Linked DNA regions of Capra hircus: region 1 is linked to region 2. The links are chromatin contacts, called in public Hi-C maps. All regions are on one chromosome and are shown on one strand. Each heading gives the region's core, a stretch centred on a gene start, on an enhancer-like site or on the middle of the called end of the contact. The rest is flanking DNA. Distances are from core to core; before and after follow the strand shown. Region 1 has its middle 25 kb from the start of TRNAG-CCC. Region 2 has its middle 43 kb from the start of C25H16orf72.

The links. Hi-C and Micro-C count contacts between places; a contact is called where the count stands out from the background.
Region 1: a Hi-C map of liver shows a contact between it and region 2, with 5 times the contacts expected there. The contact joins two enhancer-like sites. A contact is called at or near these places in 3 of 5 Hi-C or Micro-C datasets (blood and liver).

What each region holds. Positions count from the first base shown.
Region 1 is chr25:7,802,394-7,806,360 of ARS1.2, forward strand. No RefSeq gene overlaps it. Among named protein-coding and RNA genes, the nearest start is that of TRNAG-CCC, 25 kb to the right of the region's middle. Within about 2 kb of position 2,513, at least 1 of the 5 cell types and tissues checked has an H3K27ac peak or open chromatin away from gene starts, as enhancers often do.
Region 2 is chr25:7,720,731-7,724,780 of ARS1.2, forward strand. No RefSeq gene overlaps it. Among named protein-coding and RNA genes, the nearest start is that of C25H16orf72, 43 kb to the right of the region's middle. Within about 2 kb of position 1,846, at least 1 of the 5 cell types and tissues checked has an H3K27ac peak or open chromatin away from gene starts, as enhancers often do.

The DNA of each region.
Region 1 (3,967 bases), core at 1,263-3,762, 82 kb after region 2:
GCCCCAAATCCTAATCATTAGGCCATCAGGGAACGCCTTCCAAATTAATTTTGAATTTACCATTCAAAGTTGAATTTATGGTTTTATTAAAAGTCCCAAGGGATTTTTGGAAATGGATCAGAAGTATTTTAGTTCAGCTGAAAGAATTCCCAGCTGAGATTAGCTAAGGAAATTTGGAAATAAAAGACCTTAAAAAAATATATAAAATGGTAATAATTAAAAGCTAGGTGTTGGCAAGAACAATGAAACAGGATAGATACTGCAGAAAATATACATGATATTCTATCAGAAAATAGCACAAAAATGATGGAAGTCATTAATGATGGGTTAGTCAATAAGTGGTATGGGGAAAGCTGAATATTTGGGGGAAAATTTGTTAGCCCATCATTTCATGCTCCCAGGTATATTGAGACATTAACAAGTTAAATGTAGAAACTTTGCTGGTGGTCCAGTGGCTAGGACTCTGAGCTCCCAATGAAGGGGCCCAGGTTTGATCCTTGGTCAGGGTCTAGTAGTCCAGTAGTCATTTACGGATGTGAGAAAAGTGAAAGTCACTCAGTCGTGTCTGACTCTTTGTGACCCCATGGAGTATATTGTCCATGGAATTCTCCAGGCCAGAATTCTAGAGTGCCTAGCCTTTCCCTTCTCCAGGGAATCTTCCCAACCCAGGGATCAAACCCAGGTCTCTGGTATCGCAGGTGGATTCTTTACCAGCTGAGTCACAAGGGAAACCCATGGATATGAGAGTTGGATCATAAAGCTGAGCGCCAAAGAATTGACCCTTGTGGACTGGGGTGTTGGAGAGGACTCTTGAGAATCCCTTGGACTGCAAGGAGATCAAACCAATCAATCCTAAAGGAAGTCAATCCTAGATATTCATTGGAAGGACTGATGCTGAAACTGAAGCTCCAATACTTTGGCCAGCTGATGTGAAGAGCTGACTCATTAGAAAAGACCCTGATGCTGGGAAAGATTGAAGGCGGGAGGAGAAGTGGACAACAGAGGATGAGATGGTTGGATGGCATCACCGACTCAATGGATTTGAGTTTGAGCAAACTCCGGGAGTTGGTGATGGGCAGGAAGGCCTGGCGTGCTGCAGTCCATTTGTTGCAAAATGTCACACACGACTGAGCGACTGAACAACCACAACAGGGAACTAGAGCCACATGCCAGAACTAAAGGTCTCACACGCTGCAACTAAGACCCAGTGCAGCCAAATAAATAAAAATAAAAGTAACAATAAATATTAAAAACATTTGAGGGACTTCCTTGGTGCTCCAGTTGCTAAGACTTCATGTTCCCAATGTAGAGGGTCCACGTTCATTCCCTGGTCAGGAAACTACATGCTGCAACTAAGACCTGGTAGTCAAATAAATAAATATTAAAAAAATATATTTGAATAAGTAGCTAATATTTAATAAGTTTAGAAAGTTAAATGTAAAACATAAGGAAAATATTCATGAATATTTAACCTCACAAGCATAGAAATGGGCAATATTTTTACTAAAAATAAAAGATTGATTATAGCATAAATTTAAACTTTTGTTCATCACCAATATAAACAAAATTGAAAGGAAAATGGGACTGTGACGAGTAATACACTAGAAAGGAGAAATGAAAAGATGAACAGAGAATTCAGAGGCAGAAATACAAATGACCGATCAATATATGAATAGGAAGTTCAACCCTACTTTGTGAAATTCACATTTTAAAAAGAGATATTGTGCTTTGTGTACAGTTTTTTTCCCCCTTGCCCCCGGCCATGCTGTTTGGCTTGTGGAATTTTAGTTTCCTGACCAGGGATCAAACCCAGACCCTTAGCAGCGAGACCACGGAATCCTAACCACTGGACTGCCAGAATTCCCTTGGATACAGTTTTGGAAAGATAAGTGGATCCTACTCAGCGCTGGGAAATCCAGGCTGATGTACATTCATACATGCTCCTGAGGGCAAACTTCCAATATTCCAAAAAATAAGTTTGCCATATATATCAAGATCTTTACAAATGGCCCTAGATTTTGATCCTGTAATTCTACTTCTAAACATTTACCCCAAGAGGGAAATAGTCAGAATTGTGGCAACTCCTTCTTAGGCAACAGTATCTTACTTGGAATAGAAGACACCAAGAAATAACATAACAGCCCAGTGATAGGGCATTGATTAAATGAATCTTATTAGTTAAATTAGGTCGGAAATTATGAAGCCTTTAGAAAGCATGCTCTTGAACACTATTTCAAGAAATGAGGAAATGCTCATAATATAGTAGGAAATACACACAGCATGATCTTAATTTGGCTAGAACAGTGCCTGGCAGCTGATGTGAGCTACTATCATTATTGGTAATGTCAAATGCCCAAATGAGCATTCATTCCTGCCTCAGTTGCACACGTGTGTGTTCCCAAGGCTCCTTGCCTGGCCTACCCTCTGTGAACCAGTTGGGGAAGGTTGTGGGGGGCGGCCCCGGCGCCTTTCCCCTGGGCAGGGCCCCAGACCAACCGAGGGCTCTGTTTCTGGCTGAGCACTGCCATCTAGAGGCTCCTGGCCCACAGCGCAGCGGTCCGCGCAGCTCACCGCCACCCCCGCAGCCACCCAACAATGGGGCTCGAGTGTCTGGTGTTCTCTCTTGTCTGCTGGGGGCGCTGCTTGGTCAGAGCTGGAAAAGACCCTGCAAGACTCCTTATGTCAAGATCTTTACAGAGATCCTTTGGGCCCATGTTTCTTAAACTGTGGTTCTTGAACCTGCACCGCTGGCCGCTGCTGGGAGACTTGATAGTAAAGATTCAGGGTACACCCCAACTTCCCTGAATCAGACTTTGCTGGAGGTGGGGTGGGCAAGGCTGCTGAAAATCTCGAATTTTAACATGCTCGCTGGGTGATTCTGATACATGTTGGAGTTTGAGAGCCATTGATCCAGACTGCTAATATTTTATAATTTAATAGGAGTGGGGGGCTTGGCACAGAGCCTTTAGCCTTTTCCCTAGTAACATACATCTAGATCTATTTTAGGAGGTTCCTTGACTCCAATGTAAGATTTTTTTTTTTAAAGAACAGTTTTAGGGACTTCCCTGGTGGTCCAGTGGGTAAGACTCCACGCTCCCAATGCAGTGGGCCTGGGTTCGGTCCGTGGTTGAGAAACCAGATCCTGAATGCTGAACTTAGTTCACATGCCATAAGTGAAACTCCTGCATGTGACAGCTAAGATCCATGCAGCAAAATAAATAAATAAGCTAAATAGGACAAAAAAGGCAGTTTCAGGTTCAAAGCAAGATTGAGAGGAGGTACAGGGGTTTCTCATATACCTTCCGCCCCCACCTCCTTACCAGAGCCTTTCCCATGATCAACATCCCGCCCAGAGTGGTACATGTGATGAACTTATTCTGACACATCCTAAATCACCTGAAGTCTATGTCAAGGCTCATCTGGCGGTGTACATGCTGCGGGTTTGGACATGGTATTAATATCATGACATGGATCCATCATTAGGTATCACACAGTGCTTCGCTGCGCCTCCCCCAACCCCCCTGTGCTCCTCCTATTGATTCTTAGCCCCCGACCACAACCCCAACCCCTGGAAACCACTGATCTTCTAAGTGTGACTCTACTGTTGATTTTCCTAAAATGTCATACAGTTAGAATCATCTCACCACATAGTGTGAAAAGTACATAGCTTTTCCACACTGGGTCTTTTCCCCTAATAATGTGTGTTTAAGATGTCTCCATCCTTTTCATGGATTGATAGCTCATTTCTTTTTAGTGTTGAATAATATTCTGCTGTCTGGATGTACCACGGCTTATGAATAAAGCTACTGTAAACATCCACGTGCAGGTATTTTGCGGGGACCAAAGTGTTCAGCTCCTTTGGGTAAACACCAAGGAGCGAGCTTGCTGGATCCTATGGTAAGAATGTGTTTAGTTTTGTAAGAAACCGCCAGACTAGGACTTCCCTGGTGGCCCAGTGGCTGACTCC
Region 2 (4,050 bases), core at 596-3,095:
GAGCCAGGCAGGAGATGGTCAATGAACTTGATGGTTATTGTTCTGTACTTAAGTTTTGTTGTTTCCAGAATCCAGGGTGAAAAGGGAGACACAGTGTGCAAGCTTTTTGCTGTCAGATAAAGAACCACCACCGCTGGCTCATCACTAAACAATCAGCCTGCCAATGCAGGAGATGCCGGAGACTCAGGCTCCATCCCTGGGCCGGGAAGATCCCCTGGGTCGGGAAGATCCCCTGGGCCGGGAAGATCCCCTGGGCCGGGAAGATCCCCTGGGCCGGGAAGATCCCCTGGGTCGGGAAGATCCCGTGGAGGAGGAAATGGAAGCCCACTCCAGTATCCTTGCCTGGGAAATCCCATGGACAGAGGAGCCTGGCGGGCTACAGTCTAAGGGTCACAAAAGGTCAGACATGACTGAAGCGACTGAACATGCACACACAAAGGAACTAAGTTTACAAGCGAAGCCAGGTGCCATCCTCAGCCCAAATCTGGGAAGAAAACAGTCAAATCTGGGTAATTTGTCACCTCCTAACCTTCCAGTCTGAGAAAAATTACATTTTTCTTTAAGTTGCAGGAGTTAACAATGGCTTTTGTTTCCAGCTGGGAGGCGTCGCCATAGCAGAAGGCAATTATTAGATCAAAGGGACGATTTAATGCATCTTCAAAGGCACTAATTTGATGCCAAGGTGGCAATCAAACCCTGCTCTCAGGACTGGTTTGCAGGACCTTAAAATAAACTTGTCAATTCTGGGCCACGCTAAATGTTTTTGAATAAATATCTCTTTTATGCTCACAGCATTAAAATATAAATAAACAACAGTGACACAGGCCCAGAAAGCTTCAGGGACTGATAAGGTGGGATTTCATGCAGGCTCTCCCCAAATTAAAAGACGCTTGCTCCTTGGAAGAAGAGCTAGACAGCATATTAAAAAGCAGAGACATCACTTTGCCGACAAAGGTGTGTATAGTCAAAGCTATGGTTTTTCCAGGAGTCATGTATGGATGTGAGAGTTGGACCATAAAGAAGGCTGAGTGCCAAAGGATAGATTGTGGTGTTGGAAAAGTCTCTTGAGAGTCCCTTGGACTGCAAAGAGATCAGACCAGTCAATCCTAAAGGAAATCAACACTGATAATCATCAGAAGGACCAATGCGGAAGCTGAAGCTCCAATACTTGGGCCACTTTTGATATGAAGAGCTGATTCACTGGAAAAGACTCTGATGCTGGAAAGATTGAGGGCAAGAGGAGAACGGGGTGACAGAGGATGAGACGGCTGAATAGCATCACTGACTCAAAGGACAGGAGTTTGAGCAAACTCCGGAAGATGGTGAAGGACAGGGAAGCCTGGTGTGCTGCAGTCCACGGGGTCGCAACGAGTTGGACACCACCGAGCGACTGAACAACAACTCCCCAGTTCAGTTAAAGACATGGCAGTGGGAAGCTTATCTTCAGAGGAATCCAGATTTAGGACCCACAGGCTCCCTTTCCCCACTGCTCCACCCCTCAGTTATCTCTCACAAAGGTTTCTTCCTTTAATGAGGCAGGGGAGGTGTGATACACACATGCACACAGATTTTGGCAATGTTTAGGTACACTTTGGGTTGTCACAACTGCTCCGTGTGTGTGCCCGCGGGTGTGCTTGGGCACACGCTATTGGTTTCTAGTGAGCAGAGGTGGTGGAGGGGGAGGGAGGATGGAGAGAGAGATGGGGAGGACGAGGAGGGTAGCCACTGACAGGAAAGAGAAGAGGGGGGACACAAAACAAGAGGGAGGGAAGGTACAGGACAGGAAAGAACGAAGCCTCGCACCGGTGCTGGATCCGGCCGGACCTGAGATCTCCCCGCCCCGGACTTTGCCGCGATCCCTTCCGCATCCGCTTAAGCCCCTTGCAGATGCTGTTGTGTAGTCGCGACCCCGTGCACAGTCGCTCGCCAGGCTCCTTCTGTCCTTGGGATTTCTCAGGCAAGAATGCTGGAGGGGGTTGCCGCGTCTTTCTCCAGGGCCATTTCAGATGGGTTTCAGTTATTTGGAACCCAAAGGCTCCTAGCTAACACAGCGGGAAATGACTGCTTAAGGGTGATTGCTCACGTTGAGCAGGAACTTTCCTTTCCTGGGTTGCCATTACCTCAGCCAGTGCCATTACTCTCAAAGCTAGTGTAACACAGTCGACTCGGGTTTAAGGGGATGTGAGGGGATGGAGAGAGAGAGACGGGGTCCCTGGGTACCTGAGAAAGAGGGTCAGGCTCAGGCGCGCCCAGCTCCCGGAAAAGCAGGCTGCAGCTTGCTAAACCTGGAATTTGAGATGGCCGCCCCGTACTGCCTTAAGTGGGGGCATCCCCACTTGGATGTTAAAAAGAGAGGATGAGTCCAGAAGAGGAGCACCCTGGGGGCCACCTCCGCTCCCCGGGAGGAACGGGTGCACACGGCAGTTGGGAGATGGTTCACAGGTTCCCCCTCTCTCACCTCCTCTGCCCTCCCCTCGCAGCGGCGCTGGGGGTGGGGGCGGAGGAGGCGAGGGGCGGCGCTCCGTCTGCTCTGCGCCTGCAGCTGCGGCTCCTGCCCTGGGGTGGGTGGGTGTGCGGCCTGGACCACTTTGAGAGTCAGGATGCGGCGATGACTCCAGTGTGGAGGCGGCCCCAGCAGCTGCCTGCCCGCCTGCCCAGCCAAGCAGGACTCCCCGTTTCTCACCTCGTAGGAGTCTAGGTGGAAAAAAAAAAAAAATCAAAGAACAGCACCAACAAAAATTCCCCCAAACCAAACAACAGGAGGGAGAATGTTCTCAGCTTCTTTTCTTGCACATTGGGTACCGAAATGTGGGAAGAAGTCCCTGGGCCTCCTTCCCTGAGGAAACAGCCGAGCTCATCTGCTTTAGCTTCTGCATCACCACCACTCCCCACCTTCAAGAAACTTCCGACGCTCAAAATTAAGCAAGCACGGTGAAAGCGTGTCCACCTGGACAGGCCGAATGAGGGATTTAGAGTCATTGGAAAGTGCGTGGAGATTTAGGAGGATCAACCCACCCAGTAGTTCTCAATCCAGACTGCAGGTTGGAATTATGCGAATGGGGGCTTAAAAAAATACTGTTGTCTAGGCTCCATGCCCAGCACATCTGGGTGTGTGATTTAATGCAAAGAAAAAAAGCAACACAAACAAAAAATCCTACTGAGCAAATGGAAACCTCAAGGCTGCAAGCATTCTATAAACCTGGGTTTAAGTCCTGACTTCACAGACTGACCCTGGCTAAATTTCCTAACTTCCCTGATCTTTCATTCCCTGTAACAGAAAGATGCTTGCTGCTTGAAAGGAAAGACATGACAAACCTAGACAGTGTATTAAAAAGCGGAGATGTCACTTTGCCAACAAACGTCTGTAGAGTCAAAGATTTGATTTTTCCAGTAGTCATGTACGATGTGAGAGTTGGACCATAAAGAAGGCTGAGCACCAAAGGATTGATGCTTTCTAACTGTGCTGCTGGAGAAGACTCTAGACAGTCCCTTGGACTGCAAGGAGATCCAACCAGTCAATCCTAAAGGAAACAAACCCTGAATATTCATTGGAAGGACTGATGCTGAAGCTTAAGCTTCAATGCTTTGGCCGCCTGATTGTGAAGAGCCGACTCATTGGAAAGGACCCTGAGTTGCTAAGAAAGATTGAAGACAGGAGGAGAAAGTGGTGGCAGAGGATGCGATGGTTATACAGCATCACCAGCTCAACAGACATGAATTTGAGCAAACTTGCGAGATAGTGGACAGGGAAGCCTGGCATGCTGCAGTCCATGGGGTCACAAAGAGTTGGACACGAGTTGGCGACTGAACATCAACAGCAACACAGGAGTGGGGCAGCAGCCTCCTTTCCAGAGACTTCTTTTGCTCTTAATTCTCCAGCCACCCTGGACTTCATTTCCCCCACGGCTGACATCTCTCAGGTCTCTATGGCTGTATCTTTGAAGGGCTCACTCCCACTCAGTCCCTAATGCCCAGCTCAAGTAGCAGGTACTCTGTTTTGTGTTTTGCTTTTGGCTGTGCTCCGTGGTTTGTGGGATCTTCAACCAGGGA